2 separate regions of the Mus musculus genome follow, and region 1 is linked to region 2. A link is a contact called in public HiChIP or PLAC-seq data. All regions are on one chromosome and are shown on one strand. The core of a region is the stretch at or near the end of the contact, and the rest is flanking DNA. Distances in the headings are between cores, read along the strand shown.

Region 1 (4,114 bases), core at 268-2,767, 280 kb before region 2:
CCCTGTCCTGGTGGGAAAGAGAGATCAAATGTATTCTTTGTTACCTCAGGGGCTTCAGGGGCTAGGTGACAACTCCCCAGGGCTAGAAAGGTAAGCCCATCTAAGTGTTACAGGAGTGATTTTTTGCCTGTGACTTTGAGATGCCCAATTAGAACCAGCCTCTGGCCCACCTCTCCTGGGGAAGTGACAATGAGATGCCTTTATACTTCACTGGTGCCTAGGCTTGTTCTTAGGCATCCCATTTTCCTGGTGAGACTTTCTTCATGTCACAGAAGCCAACAAATAAGTGGAGTCACATGAAGGTTCATGATCTGGTGACCAGTTTGCTGACCAGCCAAGGCCTAAACAAACTTGGAGGTAGTCACTCAGGATGGATCCCAATTCACACTTCTCCATAGTTCCATGATTGAGAACACTTGGGTTTTCATGACGCATCATTATCATCAGTACAAACTCCTAAAAAGAATATATAACAGAAATCCCCAAATATAACAGAAACCTCTTTAAACCACTGGTTTTAGCAGCCACGATCTCTATCCCAATGATTTAGGATTCCTTGCCCTATATGCTGGATGCCCTACAGGAGGAGGCCAATGACACTGCAATGTCTAAGTCCTGCTCATAGAAGTACTCTTACCAATGATGTGTTTGAATTGGGAGATGGCCCAAGTGCATTCTGGCATTTCATTCAGCTTGTTACAAGTCAACAGGAGAGTGATAGCTACACTGAGGGGGAAAAAGGCAGAGAGATGGATGTAGATAGATGTAATCAGGTCTTTAAAGGTAAAAAGTGAGATATTTTCTATATTTAATAAAAACATTATCTCTTTTGAGGCTCTGGAAGTCTAGAGTCACATTTTTGTAACCCCCCCTCCAATCTAAAATGTCTTAAAACACATGGCTTAACAGTGGCTGCACAGAAAATATACACCCTCAAAGTCTGACTTTCACTTAAATACAAATATACAAAATGTAAACAGAGACAATAGAGAAATTTACAAAACTTTCCTTTAAAAATAATAAAGACAAAATTCAGTTCTAGTTAGGATGCTATTAAAATCCGTGCAAGCTGTCATATCCCATTGGGTTTCTATTGCAATGTTCAACAAGGAAAATTCTAGTCCACCCCAGCTTGGGGCCACCTTGGAAAACAGACCTGAGTGGAAATTTCTTTGAGAAACTTGGAGGTTTGTTATTGGGGGAACGGTCTCCTATCTTAGTTCCCACTGGAGCTTTGCTGGCCACTGAGCCACAGTGGAAGCTCCCCTGGCTACAAGTTCTGCTTCCAAGTAGAAGGCTCTGAGCTGGTTCCACTTTTGACTTCAAGGCCAGAGCCGAAACTAGCTGCTTCCAGTGGAGTTTGAATTGATGTGGTTTGAATTTATTCGGTGGTTACAACTGGTCTTAGGAGTAGGTGAACTCTTGGAATTGCTTTGATGCTGAGGAAAGGAAAGGAGAGAGTCAGTTCTTGGTAAATTCAAAGCTAATGGATGACTCATTATGGTATCTAGGGAAGTAGGGGAAGTAGAATCCAGAATGTTCCAACCTGCCTCTCTTTGCTTTTGTGCATTTTCCCCTGCAGACCTGATTGTACTGGCTGCTCCTTGAGCAGAGGGTTTTTTCTTTTTATCTGATACCTGGGAAGATTCATGATCTATGAGCAAAGGGAAAGAGTAATTTCTTTCTAGAACTTGTAGTTTTATTTGATGGAAATGTTTAAATCTTTCATTATATTATAAAACCATGAGTAGGATGTGAAACTTACATGAAGTTCTTATTGAAAACACACAAACTTGGCAGGGGGCAGAGCTCAGACAGCACTTTCCATGCACCTAAAGATGCTTCTGTCGTTTCCCAGATAACAGATAGCCTGTGGGGTCACCAGAGTGACCTAGGCTTAAGTTCTTTGACTTCTTTCAGCCTCAGTTTACTTAACTGAAGTAGGGCAATGGAAGCCCACGTGTGTGTTTATACTTCACAAGAATACCCATAGGTAGTGAGTCAGCATCTCTATAAATAACCACCTTCATCCCTGTTACCTTAGAGAGAGACTTAAGATTTCAGGTCAAGGGACTACAGGTGCACCCTTGTGTAGGAGACAAGTACAGAGAGGCTCCCAAACTCTAAGATGAGAATCATGGGGCTCCAGCATCTTAAACGGTCAGGCTAAAGCTGCTTTTGTAACTGTGGAGTGGAGCTTCTGGGTTATCTTCCCCAGAGCTGTTCTTCCATTTGGTCTATATCAATCCTTCCTTTAGGGATAAGCTCTGGGGAAAAAGTCTATTCCCAAAGGGAAAACTCCTTAGGCTGCTAGCAAGGGCCAGGGATGAACAACAGTACAGTGTTTTCTAGACTGAGGTTGTTTTGCTTTGCAAAGAACATTTAATGGTGGCTATTAGAGAAGAGGTTCTGAGTTGAGTTTACCTCTATGTCTAGTGGGCAGAAGTTGGTAATATTGTTCAGCATCTTTCAATGTAATACAGTCCTGTGACAAGAACCAACTTCCCTGTATCAAGACTGTTGATGTGGGTCCCTGTCCCTTCTGTCTGCAGGGGTGTTGAGACTCTGGACAAATTAACATTTCCAGGCTACCAAGTCATGCAGGCAGGGAACATTCATTCTAAAGTTCTGGTGTATGGAAGTGGGCTGAAGTCCCAGAGCTAAGGCCAGGCTGGCCAGGCTGGCTCTCTCACCTGACGCCTGAAGAGTCTGTGGAACAGCCCTTTCTTTGGCGGTTCTGGAGGCTGACTTCTGTTCAGGTCTGGTGAGAGGGTACCGTTAGGTCCGAACACATTCAGCTCCTTGAAACATTCTGTTTCTATCATCTGGAGAAGCAAAAACAGAAATACCACTCTCCCACTATAGGATCTCCTTCTGAGACACACTCTCCCCACCCTGCTGGCTCCTCCCCCAACAAGGCTCCTCTGTAACTTACCAGGTAACTCCACCCTGAGAATCTACCAGAGGTACACTCTTCCCCCTCCAAACCAAATTCTATAGCTTGCTTGACCATCATTCCTACAGCATTCTGATCAGCTGACTTCCTTAATTTAATATTTGTGCCTCTAGAAAATGCTCCATTTTCCCTCCCATTTCCAGCAGACCTCCTGGGAAGGCACCTTGCTGCTTTCACCACCTGTTCTCTCTCAGTTACATTGTTGGCTTCCACACTCCCCCAGGCCAATCTCTGCTACCCTACCCAGTGACCTTCTATGCACTTGCACTTCCATTTTCTCTGAACATCCATCTTCCTTGGAGAAAAGCTGGTGGTATGCCTTGCCTACCTCATTTTGCCATGGAATTGGCACAGAGCCTGTAGAGAACTTTGAGTAAAAATCATCGTCCGTATGGTCCAGGTTGACACCTTTCACAGTGGAGAACTGCTCAATGTCCAGCACATCCTTGCAGTATACAGCCCGGGGCTACAAGAGACAGAGGGATCCATCATGGGCCCTCCCTAGGGATGTCAGGTCCTCAAGCCTGGCCCTTAGGGTTTTGATGGAGAACAGTGGAGACATCTTCCTAAGCTTCCCACCCACTTGGGTCCTCAGACTGAGCTTTCCTCTCTCAGATCCGCAAAAGGGACCAGGTTCTAGTGAGATGAGAGTTGGAGGTGCCCAGCTGCCCAGTCCAGAGCTCCTTCTTACCATGGCTTATACACATAGATCACATAGACTTGTGGTCTCTTTCTAGGTAAGTGCAAATAGATGAGAGGTTACCTCTGTGTCTAAGTTCACACTTTCTGGAATCTCTGGGCACCTCACCCATCAGCTGTCTTGGCCACCAAGAAGCTAAAAGCATCAGGAAGATAGCACTGTTTCAAATATCTTTTCTTTTGGATAAGGGGTTACACTCATCACAGTTTGGGATTTGTGGTTCGTTCCTCTACAGAGAGAATGGATGCTTTGAACCCAGCACCAGAGCAAAAGCACAAGAAGGACTCTGCCTCAAAACATAGTGTCATAGAAAGAAGACAGCCTGGGTTTACACGGCACGGCCCTAGCAGGAATATGTTCCAGGTCCTTCTCATGCAGGGCAGTAAGCCATGTGTTTAATCAAGACTCTATGTCGGGTAGTCCTCACTGTGAAATTTAGGAGCCTTGGGAAAAGCCAC
Region 2 (4,106 bases), core at 36-2,535:
AGGTACATAGGTTTTGTTTTCAAGCAATTTAAAAATCACATTAGATGCCGGGCGGTGGTGGCGCACGCCTTTAATCCCAGCAACTTGGGAGGCAGAGGCAGGAGGATTTCTGAGTTCGAGGCCAGCCTGGTCTACAAAGTGAGTTCCAGGACAGCCAGGGCTATACAGAGAAACCCTGTCTCGAAAAACCAAAAAAAGAAAAAAAAAAAGAAAAAGAAAAAAAGAAAAAAGAAGAAGAAATGAATACAAGAGGACTAGAGATAGCTCTGCGGTTAAGAGCACTAGCTGTTCTTTAAGAGGATTGGGTTCTATTTCCGGCACCTATATGAGCTCCAGGTCCAGAGGATCTGATGATCTCTTCTGACCTCCACTGGGAAACAAGGTGCACAAACATACAGTCAGGCAAACATTCACACCAAAAAAATTTAAATTTTACACAAAAAGAAAAAGCGAGTACAAGATAAAGACACTTCTTTGAGCTCCTGAAAAATAATAACAGCAGATCTTTGGTAAGCCTATGCAACACGATTGCACTCTGCCAGGAACAGTAGTGTCCTACTTGTATTAATTAGAACCTCAGGAGAGAGACTATTCAAAGGAATTCATAAAGGTTCATTCATTCGTGCCGCGCGTTGCTATCACCTACCACCTGCTTGGGCTGCCAACGGTCACGCACAGTTGGGACTATAAAAGATACCTATGAATTTCCTCCATATGAATTCCTATTAAGTAGCTGGGGTCCCATATGTGACCAAGAAGGAACTCCAGAGCCATCAGGATCAACTGACACGAAGTTCTCTACCGTGGGAGTAGGGGCTCGGGATGACCCTGCACGGGTTTCAACATCGGTTCTGCCAGTTCCTGGCATGTCCTGCCAATGGCACTCGGGGCTCCCTGGGTGTCACCCATACTCCCGGGGAGCCGCAAACAAACGCAGCCGGGCCCTAGCTCTCCAACCCATAGTCCCAAAGCAGGCGGTCAACGGGAGTATCGAGCCCCGCCCGCCCGCCCGCCCGCCCGCCCGCAGGCCCCACGTCAGCCCCGGCGGGAGGAGGCCGAAGTCCTCGGCCCAAGTCTAGCCTCTCCCTGGCGAAGCAGCCCGGGGGATCCCAGAACCCAGGCGGAGCTGCGGCATGGCCTGGCAGACAGAGAGCCTGCGTCCTCACCGATCAGCCCGACTCCGAGCATCAGCTGGGTGTCCATTGCCACAACCGCAGCCATCTTCCGCCGCTACCCTGGGCTCCGCACTGCAGGTCCCACCCCTCCTCTTGGCCACGCCCATAACAAGTCCCGTCCCTTCCGGCAGGGTGCAGCAGGCACTACAGGTGCCGCCCCAGGCTTCCCTCTCCTGGCCAAACTTCCTTCTTGCAGCCTTTCTACGCTTAGGTCCTTGTTCGTTTGTCTAGTACCTTAAAGATCTCCAGTGAAGTGTCCGTTCACTGATTACAAAGACAAATAATTGGAGACCTAATATGTGTTGCTGCTCTGGAGGGAAAGGGTCCCCTATAGAAATGTTAGTTTCCCCAATCCAAGTGTAACAGCACCGCTCTGGCAGGCGATGATGTCCCCAGCTTGATCTGCTCTGAGAGGTATCCTGGCAATCCTTTGGAGCCTCCAATCCTGGGAGCCAAAAAGCACAAAGTCACATCACACAACAAACCTCACGCAAGAGATTTAATTAGGGGGAGGAGGTGAATCCAGGAGGGGCAGCAGCCTCTATACAGCAGGAAACTGAGCAAAAGACAGGGTTTATACAGGGTTTTTTGGGAGACTGGGCTTTCCAGGGTGGATATTGGTAGGATTTCAAATCTTGAGTTTAGGACTAGCTCGGGGATTGGTGGGAATCCATTCCTTGGCCCTGTTCTTAGGCTAGGGGTCAAGTCAGGGTCAGCATTCTTTCCCAGACTCAACTTCCTAAAGTCATGACCTTGAAAGTCAGGATTTCAATACATTAGTTTAGAGGGTGTGGAGGTCAAGCATGTAACAGTTAAAATACAGAATTCATTTATAATAAGGATGCTCTAGGATGTTGCAGGACATTTGATCACACTGTGATCTCCAAGATTGTATTATTTACTAGAAAAAACAACAACAACAACAACAACAACCAAAACCTGTTTCTATTTGTGGTGTAGCTCAGCCCTTAACACACACATTTAATCTCTCTGGCTGGAATTCAGAAACACCCTTAGTAAACACTTTAAACCCAAACAAGGAAGGTTAGTTTGTAGAAGGAAGCTCCCATGTTTAAAAGTGATGTCTAGTTGAGTGGTAGACAAAGTGAAATCAAAGATTTGACAGAACAGGATATTCCCAACTCTCACAAGAAGAGAGAGGAAAAGGAAGCTACTTTAGGGGCAGTGGAGAGAGAAAGGAAGGGAGAATTTTTACTGGGACAGTTGTACAGAGATGTGTTGCAGAGAGAGAACAAGCTAGACACAGGTGAAAACAGACTGAGCCAAAAAATGAGAAGGAGCCAGAAGATTAGAACATACTGCCAAAGTTAGTATTAGGCCAAACAGAGCAATTCAGGAGAAGCCAGAATCTGTCAGCTTGTAGAGGAGTTTGAACTAGCTAGCCAGAATTCAGAAAGAACTAGAAAAGGTGAGCTTATTCAGCAGTAAGCCTCAGAGGCTGAAAACATTCTAGGCAGAGATAAGATTGTACAGAGGCTAGAAGCTTCCAGGACTAGGCCCAGATTAACAGACAGAGGCAGCAAACCACCGATAGTTACTACAGGCGAATAAAAGATACATTTACACTAGGATTTAATGTGAAAGATAACAGCATCACTGCAATTGCATTCTGATTTTGTGGCAGTTCATAATGATTTTCTGGAAACTGAGTTTAATTGTGTAAAAAAATATAATGAATGAAGCCTTTTGGAAAGAAGATTAACAGTGTCTACAGAAATAGAAAAGTGCAAACCATTAATTTATATTTTTGTTGTTGCTAAAATAGCTCTGTCTAATTGGCCCTAGCTAGCCTTGAACTCAAAATCCTTCCATCTGAAACTCCTAAATAGCAGGAATTTCAGACCTGTACCACAGCACTATGCTTCCAGCATGCTACTTTTAGGGAATATACCAAGCTGTCTTTGAGCAACAGGTCAGAGCTGAATTTCAAGGTCCATCATTCCACACACAGGATTTTAGGGATTGAAGAAAGCACCAAATGAATTAAGTCCTGAGGGAATGTGTATTTTGAAATGAGAAAGTTCTGTCAAAGACTCCAGGACCAGGTGGCACATGGGAATTTGGCAAAGTTGTTATCCTTATGAGATAGGCTTAAGAGGGAGGGAAAACCTTTCCTTATGAATGTTTATGAGCCATTAATCTCTAGCAATTGCATCTTCCTGCTCCCTGATCTTTGTAGCATGAGACTGATGGCCTAGAGATAACCTCCTACAGAGACTAGATATCCCCTTCATCAATGTTGTACCTAACAGATATACTGAGGTTCAAGGGTATGGAGATTAGAGACTGCCACCTGATTCTGAATTCACTGTATGTGTATCTCTGTACCTGTCCTTTCCTCATTCTCTCACCACCCCTTGCTAGGATTCTGGGACCTAAGTTTCCATGACTGAGCCACCGATCCTTTGTTACCTCTGCTTGGATGTAGTAAAATCCCTGAAGAAATCTTTCCCCCTTAATATGCAGATACAAAGATAGTTATTCAGTGCTACTGATAATCAGAAAATGTGTGGACACACTTTTAAAAATCTTTTTAAAAATGATGGAGGGAAATGGAGGAGCTAGAGAAAGTACCCAAGGAGCTAAAGGGATCTGCAACCCTATAGGTGGAACAACATTATGAACTAACCAGTACCCCGGAGCTCTTGACTCTAGCTACATATGTATCAAAAGATGGCCTAGTCGGCCATCAGTGGAAAGAGAGGCCCATTGGACCTGCAAACTTTATATGCCCCAGTACAGGGGAATGGGCCAAAAAGTGGGAGTGGGTGGGTAGGGGAGTGGGGGGAGGGAGGGTATGGGGGACTTTTGGGATAGCATTGGAAATGTAAATGAGGAAAATACCTAATTAAAAAAAATATAAAAAAATGATGGAGGGGGCTGGGCGTGGTGGCACACACCTTTAATCCT

The links. HiChIP or PLAC-seq counts read pairs in DNA pulled down with a chosen protein or histone mark.
Region 1: a contact with region 2 is called in an H3K4me3 HiChIP or PLAC-seq map of bone marrow-derived macrophages, with 5 times the contacts expected there. The contact joins the enhancer-like site here to the promoter of Dennd10 in region 2. A contact is called at or near these places in 13 of 39 promoter capture datasets (the 3T3-L1 cell line, the C10 cell line, the HPC-7 cell line and 8 more), 5 of 15 datasets of contacts at CTCF or cohesin (the NIH/3T3 cell line, embryonic stem cells, large pre-B cells and 1 more), 19 of 484 Hi-C or Micro-C datasets (the AML12 cell line, B cells, the Ba/F3 cell line and 14 more), 29 of 115 datasets of contacts at active chromatin or transcription factors (the 230-238 cell line, the NIH/3T3 cell line, T-cell acute lymphoblastic leukemia and 18 more) and 5 of 9 other capture datasets (adipose tissue, bone marrow-derived macrophages, embryonic stem cells and 2 more).

What each region holds. Positions count from the first base shown.
Region 1 is chr19:61,089,219-61,093,332 of GRCm38.p6, reverse strand. It overlaps Grk5 (G protein-coupled receptor kinase 5), which reads right to left. Exons shown (of 16, transcript NM_018869.3): 14 at 3,285-3,422; 15 at 2,694-2,825; 16 at 777-1,439. The coding sequence ends at 1,341. It also overlaps a transcript of Zfp950 not described here. Among named protein-coding and RNA genes, the nearest start is that of Zfp950, 50 kb to the left of the region's middle. Within about 2 kb of position 1,517, at least 2 of the 459 cell types and tissues checked have an H3K27ac peak or open chromatin away from gene starts, as enhancers often do. A contact at or near this core is called in bone marrow-derived macrophages, where this site is marked.
Region 2 is chr19:60,808,734-60,812,839 of GRCm38.p6, reverse strand. It overlaps Dennd10 (DENN domain containing 10), which reads right to left and starts at 1,285. Exons shown (of 9, transcript NM_026437.4): 1 at 1,167-1,285. The coding sequence starts at 1,221.